Linked DNA regions of Zea mays: region 2 is linked to region 1. The links are chromatin contacts, called in public Hi-C maps. All regions are on one chromosome and are shown on one strand. Each heading gives the region's core, a stretch centred on a gene start, on an enhancer-like site or on the middle of the called end of the contact. The rest is flanking DNA. Distances are from core to core; before and after follow the strand shown. Region 1 holds the start of LOC103626704 (protein CYPRO4-like). Region 2 holds the start of LOC100275784.

Evidence for each region. Hi-C and Micro-C count contacts between places; a contact is called where the count stands out from the background.
Region 2: a Hi-C map of root tip shows a contact between it and region 1, with 6 times the contacts expected there. The contact joins the promoter of LOC100275784 here to the promoter of LOC103626704 in region 1. A contact is called at or near these places in 7 of 25 Hi-C or Micro-C datasets (bundle sheath, ear, endosperm and 3 more) and 1 of 3 datasets of contacts at active chromatin or transcription factors (leaf).

Annotation. Positions count from the first base shown.
Region 1 is chr5:91,876,879-91,882,158 of Zm-B73-REFERENCE-NAM-5.0, forward strand. LOC103626704 (protein CYPRO4-like) reads right to left here and starts at 3,874. Exons shown (of 2, transcript NM_001346849.1): 1 at 2,072-3,874; 2 at 1-539. The coding sequence starts at 3,739. The coding sequence ends at 258.
Region 2 is chr5:92,220,889-92,226,872 of Zm-B73-REFERENCE-NAM-5.0, forward strand. It overlaps LOC100275784, which reads left to right and starts at 3,462. Exons shown (of 2, transcript NM_001374083.1): 1 at 3,462-4,193; 2 at 4,386-4,855. The coding sequence starts at 3,540. The coding sequence ends at 4,178.

The DNA of each region.
Region 1 (5,280 bases), core at 2,624-5,123:
CAATATATATAAAAAAACAAGCACAAAGTTGGTCAACAAACATATATTTTGGTTCTCCGACAAATTATGATGAGATTATCATATATAGTCCACCAAGAAAAGGAAACAAAACAAGATTCATCTATTAGTATGATGTTACACCCCAACATTAGAAGCAATCAACCGACCCTAGCAATCATGCTGAGAAGTTAGCAGCACGGAGCCAGTGACTGCTTGATATGCTGAAGGAGGTTGAGCTTCATAGGCGCAGCACAGAGCTAGTGACCGCTTGATATGCTGAAGGAGGTGACCATCATAGGGGTAGCCACCACCAGTGGAGCCTCCGGGGAGTCGCTGACCGAATACCTGTCGTGCATAAAGCGGCTGGCCACAATCGACTCGTCCTTGGGGATCACCTTGTAGCAATAGCAGGTCTTAAGCCCCTCCTGGTACTGGTAGCACTCGTGGTGGCTGTTCTTCACCTGCAAGAAGTTCCACACCACGCTGTACTTCCCCACCGTGGCCACTAGATGCCGCTCCTGCTTCCCGTTCTCTGTCACCTGCGCAATCATCGGATGAGGATCAAATGTCAACGAATGCTCATGCTGGTGGGTAATGGGTTTTTGTTAATCAGAGAATAGAGTTTGGGATATTTCTAGCTGCCGGAAATACATAAAGCGCTGAATTTGGCTGAATTTGGTGCTTAGAGAATTGGAGGGGATCCTTGGAGAGGAATCCTTCAATTTTGAATGGCAAACGGGTTCCTCCCCCATGGATCCTTTCCAATTCCCAGGACCTTGGTCACCAAACCAGCCCTAACATTTGATTAATAGTCCCTGCAGTCAGACACATATAGATCGCTGCAGCTTACTAGATACAGCTATGTTTCGTTAGCATAAAATTCTAGTTTATCTTAGAACCATAAATTTAAAGTTCACAGCATATTAATAGTTTCAAAACAGCTCAAACAACATGAAGGTTATTAAAACGGTAAAACGTTGGAACGCTCATGGGTCAAATTTTGAATTTTAAACGTCTAAACTTTGTTTAAACGTAGTTTTAAACAACACAGGAAAAATACCAATACATCATAATTTCAGACAATAATATGAAGCTAAATACCAAAATAGAGAGGTTAGTGGCTTACCAAAACTTCACCCATGAGCTGGATTGAATCTCAAAAGTAACTAATAGACTGGACCCAAAAGTAGCTAATGGTCTAAAATACATAAAACACTGTGTTTTACAGTTTAGAACGCTAAAACGTGGTTTCAACCTCTAATTAGAGTTTTGACGTATAAACGTAGTTTAAACATCGTTTAAACGTAGTTTTAATAACACTGAACATGAACCACTGAACGACACCCAAATGGTATAGGCATACAAGGTGGTTTCTTAACAATGCGTTCACCACATGCATGCACAGGTTATCAACCCCAAATTGGATTGTGGATCCGAGGTGCTCAGTAGTAAACTCAATCAAGAAACAAAGTTAGTGGGAGATACATGACTCTAGTAGTTTGATAATGGTGATCTAAATGATATTAGAATCAAAACTTAATTGAATGTGTTTAGCAGTATTATGCAATGTAACACTATTTTTCTAGCATACTAAATTTTCATGACAACTGAAACCTGGTAACCATTTGTAATAAGACTATAAAAAGCAAGACCCCTTAGTAGCATAGTAACTGACATGCATTGGTCAAGGCATCCTATAGTAGCCAATGTTTAACATTATCAGAAGAATGGCAGTATGGCACACAACAGCAAAACTGCAGATGACATGTACTAAAAATCAAGAATATAATAAGAATTAAACAGGGGGGAAAGCCTAAACATTATAGCCAAAGGCCAGATAACAGCATCTGCGACCAATATAATTTAACCACTTCTATATGTCACAGGATGAAGCAATAGACCATATAAATTGATAATAATTGCACATCACTAACTATAGCAGTTTAACCAATGCTGTCAGTTTTGATCACGCAGACTGCCAAAATGCTACCAAATAAGTGCATTATCGTTTGTATGGTGTACAATAGTAAATGTGACCAAATTCATAACAAAAGTGGCAATATATACTCACCCATGAGAATCTGCCCTCCCTGAACCTGCTGTTTGCTCCTGCTAGATGAGAATCCAGTGGGTTGAGCTTCAGCAGCCTTGGAGCAGCAATTCGGTTCCCCATTCTCCCACTAAACCCGGTCTTCTCCTTTCCATCTTTGTCAATGAAGATGGTGCATATAAGAATCAGGTATGTATCTGTTGTCCCAAGAATCCACTTCCCATCATATGTCACGTCGACATGGGTAATGGGTGAACCCAACCCAGGAAAGGCTGTCTTTGCCATCCTCATAGAACTCTTAGAATACAAGCGGATCTTCCCATCCAATGATCCAACAACAATCGAACCATCACCAGTTGAAGCGAAGCACTGGAAGTTTGTCCCCCGGGAAAACTGATGCCCCTGAGTCCATTGCAATACTGGCGACTCAGTTGCACTTGCCAAGTTCTGTACAATGCCCCTGCGATCTCTCATATCCCACCGGCACAACCGGTTGTCATCCAGTCCCAAGAAGGTGGATTCGGATGGATCCAACTGGGCACCTTTGCTATCATTCGTGATATCCCTCATGTTAATATCCGCTCCATCCTTCTCAAACTTCCATTCTGAAACCACCTTCCCCGTCTCGATATCAAATTGATGCACCCCCTTGGCATGTGGCTTTCCATCAGTGGCTGGGCTCATCAGGAGCATGTTAGTCTCGGCCCGCATAAGAAGAGCCTTTTTCGGTGTCGAGAAGTTTGTGCTCCCTCCAGAAAACTTCACGGACATGCCCTTGCCGTGTATCCCATGCTCGAAATTCCTCACGACCTCAATGCCTTTGTCTCCAACGAGGAAACTGTTATCCAGTGCGCCAAGCGCAAGACTGTTAATTCCGCTGCCTTCCTCAACAGGCTCCTCAAACTCGCGCAGATCCTCTAACAAAGGCTTCAGTACTGGTGTCCGCGGGGGCATCGGGCTGCCCTTGGGACCCGGAGAGAAGAAGCCGTCGGTGGCGTCCTCCCATATCGACTCGTCGCCGTCCTCCGGGCGCGCCCACGCCGCGAAGTCCTTCCCAAACACCTTGGCGCGGCCCTCGTCCGTGGCGGCGACGCCGTAGCTGTTCTCAAACATACAGCTGTGGTACTTCGCGCAGAAGTCACCGAAGCCGTCAGCGTGGCGGAACTTAAGCGCCCATACGCCGTCGGCGACGAAATCCACCCGACGCTGCGCGGGGAAGGTCTTGAGCTGCAGCTCGGGCCCGACCCTGGCCTGGATCTTCGAGCCCACGACGAGGCACCACGGCCCGCCGGCGGGCGCGTCGTCGTCCTCGTCGTCGCCGGTGCGTACGAAGGAGGCGGCGGCGAGGCTGTCGGAGACGATCCACTTGGCGGAGGGGGAGGAGCCGCCGATGTGGAGGTATAGCTTGACGGCGTTGAGCGCGGCGGGGTTGGCGCTGAGGGTGAGCCCGGGGCTAGGGTTCGGGGAGATGGGCTCGTTGTACTTGAGGTGGAGCTGGCGGAGGTGGCGGTCGATGGCGTCGATGGAGGCGGGCGTGGCCGCCGCCCCTGCGCCGCTGGCCAACTTGGAGGAGGCAGATGCCGGGGTAGGCGTGCCGTAGTCGGAGGAATTGTCGGAGGCCCGGGACTCGGCGTCGTCGGAGTCGGAATCGGATAGGTCGAGGTCCTCGCGGCTGTGCGAGCCCCCCATGGCGGCGGAGGCTGATAGGGTTTCGGCGAGGAGGTGAGATTGGGGGAGGGGAGGAGGAGCGTGCGGGAATTTGAATTTGGGAGAGGTGATGGGAGAAATGGGGCCCTTTGGCCGTTTTGCGCTGCGACTGCAGTCTGCAGGTTGGGGACTAGTGGGAGAGATCTGGGAAATGAATAGAATAGGAGACGAACGGCCGTTGCACACTTCACTGATTCAAAATTTTCAAATTGAAGATCCATAGCACTAGCACCGTCACTGACTCTTACTCGCACCAACTGTTCCATGGTCTGAACTCAGAGGCAAGAGATTACTTTTTTTTCTAAAAAACAGCTATTTCTTCTTATTAAACTGATGCAGCCTCCTCGCTATACATTGCGTCACGTCACCAAAAAAAATCATCGCCGTACACATGTCTCTTACCGCTTCATCTCCTGTGCTGTCCTAGATTGTATTAAAGAGGGGGGATCTTGACCACGTCTTTGTTGCCGCTTGCACGTCTTCTTGACGGTATCATAGCAGGAGGTGACGACGCTGTCGAGGACGACAGCGGCAGCGCAGCTGCTTCCATTGGCCTCTGCTTCGTCTGACTGTCGCTTTCTAAGGTAAAGAGATCTGTTGTCTTCATTTTTTTCCTTTTTTGTTGCTTACTGTAGCTTCCATGCGTGATTCATTCATTTCTCTGATTTTTACTTTGCAAAAACTCAATGTTAGTACAGCTATAACTTTTAGTTTCGCGTTGTACTAACCATCTACAACAGCAAGCATGCATGCTTTTTCTCCTTTTTTTCTAAAATATTTCAAACTCTATGTGTTTTTTTTCTAAAATATTGCAAAATCTAAGACAGTTTACTATCCACATACCTTAGCCTTTTGCTGCCCCAACCGAGAACCCCCATCCATTCGTCCGTACACTTCCAGTAAATATGTTTCTTTCATATTTGTGTATGCTGAATCCTACCTTTTTAGATGACGTTTTCTCTCATACAAAATGAGATTGAGATATAATATTTCCAAAGGGAAGGGAGATTTTTTTACCGCTAAAAAAGGTGAGTCTATGGTACAATATATTCATAGAAGGAAAGAGTTATTACTAACCTTTCTTCCTTTGGTCACCTGCAGGAGATACTCCATTTTTTATATAATTACGGATTAACTACTCTATTTTATCTTATTGGATTGGCTTCTGAAGGCATTTCTAATTCATGTTTAAAATACTATGGGCAAGAAACTTTTCTAAGTCTTTAATGTGTGTTTCCATGCTCCCTGCTCACTTAAAAGGATACTGTATGATTTTATATTGCAAATGGTCCTTTAAAAGCTATGTTAAAATGGATATTGCATAAAAGTTGAAAGTCCTTAATTGCTATAGTTACATTGCTATATCAGTCCAGTGTTTTGGCTTAATATCCACCTCTATCATTGCATCTATTTGGACTTGCATTCTAATTTTTTGATCTCTTTTTTATGCTCTATCTTTTCATATGTAGTTGTTTGTACTTTGGGGTCAGGCGCTCATTTTCAGGAATCGATTCTTCCAGCAA
Region 2 (5,984 bases), core at 2,212-4,711, 340 kb after region 1:
GTTATACTGCGTGCCAAATCATGAGAAGTCAGTTTATATGTTATGAGCCTTGGAGGCTAAGTCAATCAAGGATGTGCCTATAATATGTGAATACCTTGATGTATTTCTAAAAAATCTACCAAGGATGACACTTGATCGAGGCATCAAGTTTGTGTAACATGGGACCCATTGTAAAGAGGCCATATTGCATGTCGGTTAACAAAGTAGAAGACTAAAGAAATAACTTAAGGAGGTGTCTCACAAAGGGTACATCATGCCAAGTTCTTCACCCCAGGGCTCTCCTATTCTATTTGTAAAAAGGATGGCTACATGAGGATATGTGTGGATTATAGAAATACGAATGACATAACCATAAAGAACAAGTATCCTCTACCAAGGATAGATGACCTACTCGACCAGTTGAGGAATGACAAGTTCTTATCCATGATTGACTTCAGATTTGTATACCATTAGATGAAGATCTGACCTAAGCACATCCCGAACATCACATTTGTAACCATATATGGGAAGTATGAGTTCGTCGTTCGGACTCATCAATGTCTGGCCTACTTTATAAACATGACGAACAAGGTGTTCACGGATAATTTGGAAAAGTTTGTGATATTATTCATTGATGGCATACTAGTCTATTCCGCTACTAAAAAATTGCACGACCAACATCTAAGAGTATGTTGGAGAAGTTAAGGCAGAATCAACTATATGCCATGTCCAACGGCGACCTTCGACTGTGACCTACTAGTAGGAGCAAATCAATAACAGGAACATTATACAAGGCCATAATCAACATGCATGGGGACAAAAGGGCTAGCTGGATGGTCTAAATCTAGGAAAGGAAAACCAGAGGGTGGAGGGCTGGGAGCACATCAACTGTGTAGAGATTCACCAAAGAGGAAGAGATTTTGAATACAATTACTGAGATCTTGGTCGTAGTCAGACATCATATACCCCTTTCGATAGGTCGTATATTGATCCTACATGACACAATAGACCGTTCTCTACGCCAAAGTACGACACACGCTTCGTGCCATACCAACGTGGACCGGTTACAAGCCGTACCGGGCCAATTATGTACCATGACACGGGGCATCCGATGGACCAGGAGCCTTTTGGACAACTATACGTGTGCTGGGAGGCGCCATGTGCGTGATCCGAGTTTGGAGAGAAACCCATGTGGCCGTACGTCATGTGGGGTAAACCACCACGTCCCTCCGATCCCTCGCTAGCTGCTGCTTTCTCCGTCCACTACTGCATGCACGCTAGCTAGCTCTTGGCTGCCTGCTGCCTGCTCAAAAGACCTCCATTATATATTATCTCCATCCACTACTTGCGGAGCCACCACCACCATTATTACCATTCATACATGCCGCCGACGGCTACCAGATCAAATTAACGTACGATTCACGAAGCATGTTAATTTCCAGCCTTGTCATCCATGCATGCATGCAACTCGGCAAGCTAGACGTTGCTGTTGCTGTTGCTGGCAAATAACACACAGAGATCGCTAGCTGGAAATATATGCATGCGTGATTAGTGCTGAGAATTGGGCTGGTCCGGCGAGCCCATCTTGCTTCGTGCCAAATGGATTTGGACCAAGAAAGTCAAAAAAAACTTTTGGATCATGTTGTGCACTCGTGCTAGTCTGGAGTATAAAAACAGTGGTCCAGTCCGGTCCTACTCCTAAACTACGTCGTGCTTTCGTTGGACCCTGCCAACTAAGTCTAACCCATATATTTGACCATATAATAAAATTAAAATATTACAACCACATAAAATCTATAAATTACTAGATTAAAGATATTAAACAAGCATAGCATCATTTGACTACATAAAGTCTAAATATCATAACAATATAAAGTTATAGCTTACTTAATTAAAGAAATTAAACAACATGAGTTTTATTGGGTCGTGTCCGCCCAAGACCGGCCTATATGTGCGGCCCGTGCCGAGGGCTCGACGGAACGGAATTTGAGGCTTAGCCTAGGTCTATCTTCGGGTCGTGTTAGTCCGACATATATTATTTCATACTAGACCGTGCTTTATGTTTATGTGTTTTGGGGTGTGATCGTGCTGGTCTAGAAAGTCCTGCCCATATTCGTAGCAATATGGGTGATGCATGGAAATGGGAGCAGCTAGGGACGGCAGCATAGCACATAACATGCATGCCAACGAATCTACGTCGTCGTTCTCGCTAACTCGATCGCAAGGTCGTAGCGACGACGCTGCAGCATGTGCCGCCATGTGCGCCTTGCCTCCTCTTCTTCTCAGTCATGCTCATGGGGAGCCCGGCCGGGGCGGACCTCGCGCTCCCAGGCCTCTCCGTCGATCTCTTTTCCGATGCATGCATGCTGAATCGATCCCCTCACAAAAAATATGCATGGAGGATGGAAATCCCATTTTTTTCAAAGGATTTTTTATTTTCCCACGTAAAATTAGTTTATTTTTTCTTGAAAAAATAAGAATCCTTTGAAAAAAATAAAGTTACTAAACTAGCCCTAAACTTTGTAGTACGTGTGTACTGTATACGGACTCTACGTCTTTACACACATATATAGCATTCCTGCTGTTAAGCACAGTTGCATACCCCATGGCCCATATGACACATTTGACACGCAGAATTGTTTTTGTGCGATTCAACTTCAAAATACGCCATTTCTCAAATCTTAACTCTGGTTCAAGAATGCATGTTATTGAGAAAAAAAATATGACGAGAACAGAACGAGATCCATGCATGAAGCCCACACATTTTGTTGAAAATTTAAAAAAAATGCAAATTCGCTGCAATAAAGATCCTATCGCGACTTGTTTAGTATCTCTAGCTGCAGCGTCTGGTTTGCAAATCTACTCAATTGCAACCTAGCTAGTGTGTATGGTATTATTCACAGCTACAGTGCTTAAGGATTATTTGCCTTGCATTACTATTGTACTACGTCTGTACTTGTGATTGTACTTTGAGATGATCATGTGACATGTGAGGTACATATGCACACACATATATATACGGAGCATGCGTTAGAAAATTAATTCCATGGAATAACACAACGCAACAAGTACGTAGTACTATATACCTCGCGTGCTTTGGAGAGAGCCCTCGGCCACATGCTTGTTAATTCTGAGCTGGCAATTGTTACACACTGTGTTCTATACACAGCTAGCTAGCTACGTACCACACACTGTTAACTTCAACCTTGAAAACAAGACCTTTTTCAGCGCATGCAAATGTACAACAATAGACCATGTGCCATGACACGAAAAAAGCGACAAGAGATGCATGCATGCTAGCTTAGCTATATATCGATCCAGGACCACCAAATGTAACGATGGGAATGCATATGCATGCTAGCTCAGCACCACGTACATGCAGCATGCGACTCCCATTCCTCATGCATGGAGATCAGTTGTGTGTGTGTGTTATGTGTATATAGTCTGCTATAAATCTCAAGCACACCACACACGTATTCTCCGGTCCATCGCCTTCCTCCTACACGGCCTCGCTCGATCTTACTTGCTTTTCCAGCTCGATCACAGTAACCAACGACGCAATGCGAGGCCCCAACACCAAGGCCTTCCAGCAAGGCTTCGTCCTCAAGAACATGATCTCGAGTCTCCAAGCCTGCTGCAATATCTCATCCTCTGGCTCCGCGGGCGGCGCCACCGCCACGATGAGTCTCCAGCAGAGGAAGCGCGCCATCAAGGCGTCGGTCGACATCGCCATGGCGGCTTCTGCCCGCGGCGGTGGGGCGCGGTGGCCACAGGCCGTCTTGGCTCCAAGTTCGTCGTCGTCGTCGTCGCCGTCTGCTAGAACGCCGTCGCCGTCGTCGCCGGGGAAGAAGAAGAAGAACACGCGCGGCGTGTGCAAGAAGAAGGTCGTGAGGCGGTCGTGTCTCCACCACACGAGGACGCGGAGACGGAGGGATGGCAGCATTGCTGGTACCACGTCCTCGTCGCTTGCAAGGACGACGGCAGCGGCGGGAACGACGCTCGGTAGCTGCAGGGAGATCGCGCGGAGGCTGGTGAGGAAGAGGACCATGGTGCTCAGGAAGATGATTCCCGGAGGCGAGCTGCTCCATGATGAGATCTCGCTGCTTCATGAGGCTGTGGACTACGTTACTCACCTACACGCGCAAGTTGACGCTCTCAGGCGCATCTCGAACGCGGTGCAACGAGCGAGGTTGAGCTAGATCTTGTGTTACCAGGTTAGTTTTCTGGGTTTTTGCTTTGTTGTTTGTTGTTGCTGCAATGAACCTGATACTCGGGTGATGTATAATAGCCTTTAATTGTATTGTTAACGAATCATACTTTCAAGTTTCAACATCCATCTATATATATAAATGTACCTAACATGAAACTTTTTTTATGGGTTCTATCTGTTTTGTTTTGCCCCTCAGCATGCAGATGTTAGTACGTGCCCGGATAGAGGAATTGGAAGGGCAGTTCAATTTGCAGGAAAAGAACAATGGCTGATATATAGATTGTACTCGCTAGCAGTTTTCCCTCGGCATATGATGGAAGCTGATGCAACTCATGTGACCAGACCAGCATGTGGAAATGATGAAGAGTAGACAAAATATGTTGTAGTCTGCAGATAGGGTTAGAGGATTGTGATTGTGATTGTAACTTGTAATAAGGCAGAAACCAAAGAGACATACGCATATTCTTGTGTATGCTGATGGACAGGTAAAGCTTTTGCTGCAGTATTTCTCTAGATATTGCTAGCATTTAACTTGTTGTCAACTCAGGCAGAGGAGATACATATGCATATACTGCATAGGGGGTTCTAGCTAGTCTTGAATCATTGCAAGAATACATGTCTAAATGGATGGGCTGTGCTAGACCAGACATGGCTAGGCCCTACAAGAATTGGGCCATGTTGGAAAGGTCTAGATTGACCATTGGGACATGTTGTGTCGGTCCACAACTCATGGGTGAGACCCAATAATGGTCTACCAGGTTTGTGATCGTGACAGGCCCATGTCAGACTGACCTAGATTGGCCAACGGGTCATGCCGTGCTAGCCCACAGCCCATGAGCGAGGCTCAGGCATAGCCTATCAATCCACTAATCGTGTCAGGTCGGAATATAGCCCGACAAATCTCTATGGTAGTCTATGACGTTTAAATAACATAAATAAGCAAAAAGTATTTATAAGTAGGGGGTTTACACCATGGTTGCTGGCTTCAAAGCCACATTTACACCCACTTAGCTAACAAAACACACATATTTTTTGTTTTATAGTCTATACTCAAACATAATGTAGATATGTTTAACTAAAATGAAAAAAAATAAAACCAGGTCAAGCTCGATGTACCGCACTTAAGGTCCAAGCACGACACATTGATGGATTGGGCCGACACGAGCCAAGCAGCTAACGGAATGGGCCATGCTTGTGATGGGCTAAAACCATGTCGTGCCATGAGACGTTCGGCAGGCCGTACCCATTTATACATCTATACTTGCAAATGTACTTCAAATTTGATGGAAAAGGGTAAACAACTAGTCTACTACTTCCCTTGTCTTGTCTTTTAACCTTTATAAAATACTTTATTCAAACTTATACCCGTGTTTTCACCTAAAATTAAATAATAAAGAGTAAAACTGTATCAACGATCCACGAATTTGGCATGATGCGCTACTTGGGTCCCCGAACTTAGAAAACCAGCAAAACGGGTCCTCTAATTTAGTCGGTCCATACAAAATCGTTCAAATCAAGGTTTGCTCAAACCGAATGTCGATGTGGTGTGCCACGTTGGAGTCACTTGGGTCCTAAAACTTTGCATCTTTAGCCTTGCCCAAGCCCGGCATGGCCAAGTCCTCCCTTCCCTCCGACACGCCCAGGCCTAGCCCCCCTCCCCCCGTAGTCAAGCCAGGAATCCCCCTGTGTGCGTGCGTTGAGAGGTTGAATAAGGGTGTGGCCACACCAAGATCCCACCTCTTCGATCTTCTTTAGCTATGTCCACTGAGATCCCTATGTACATATGCATGGACCC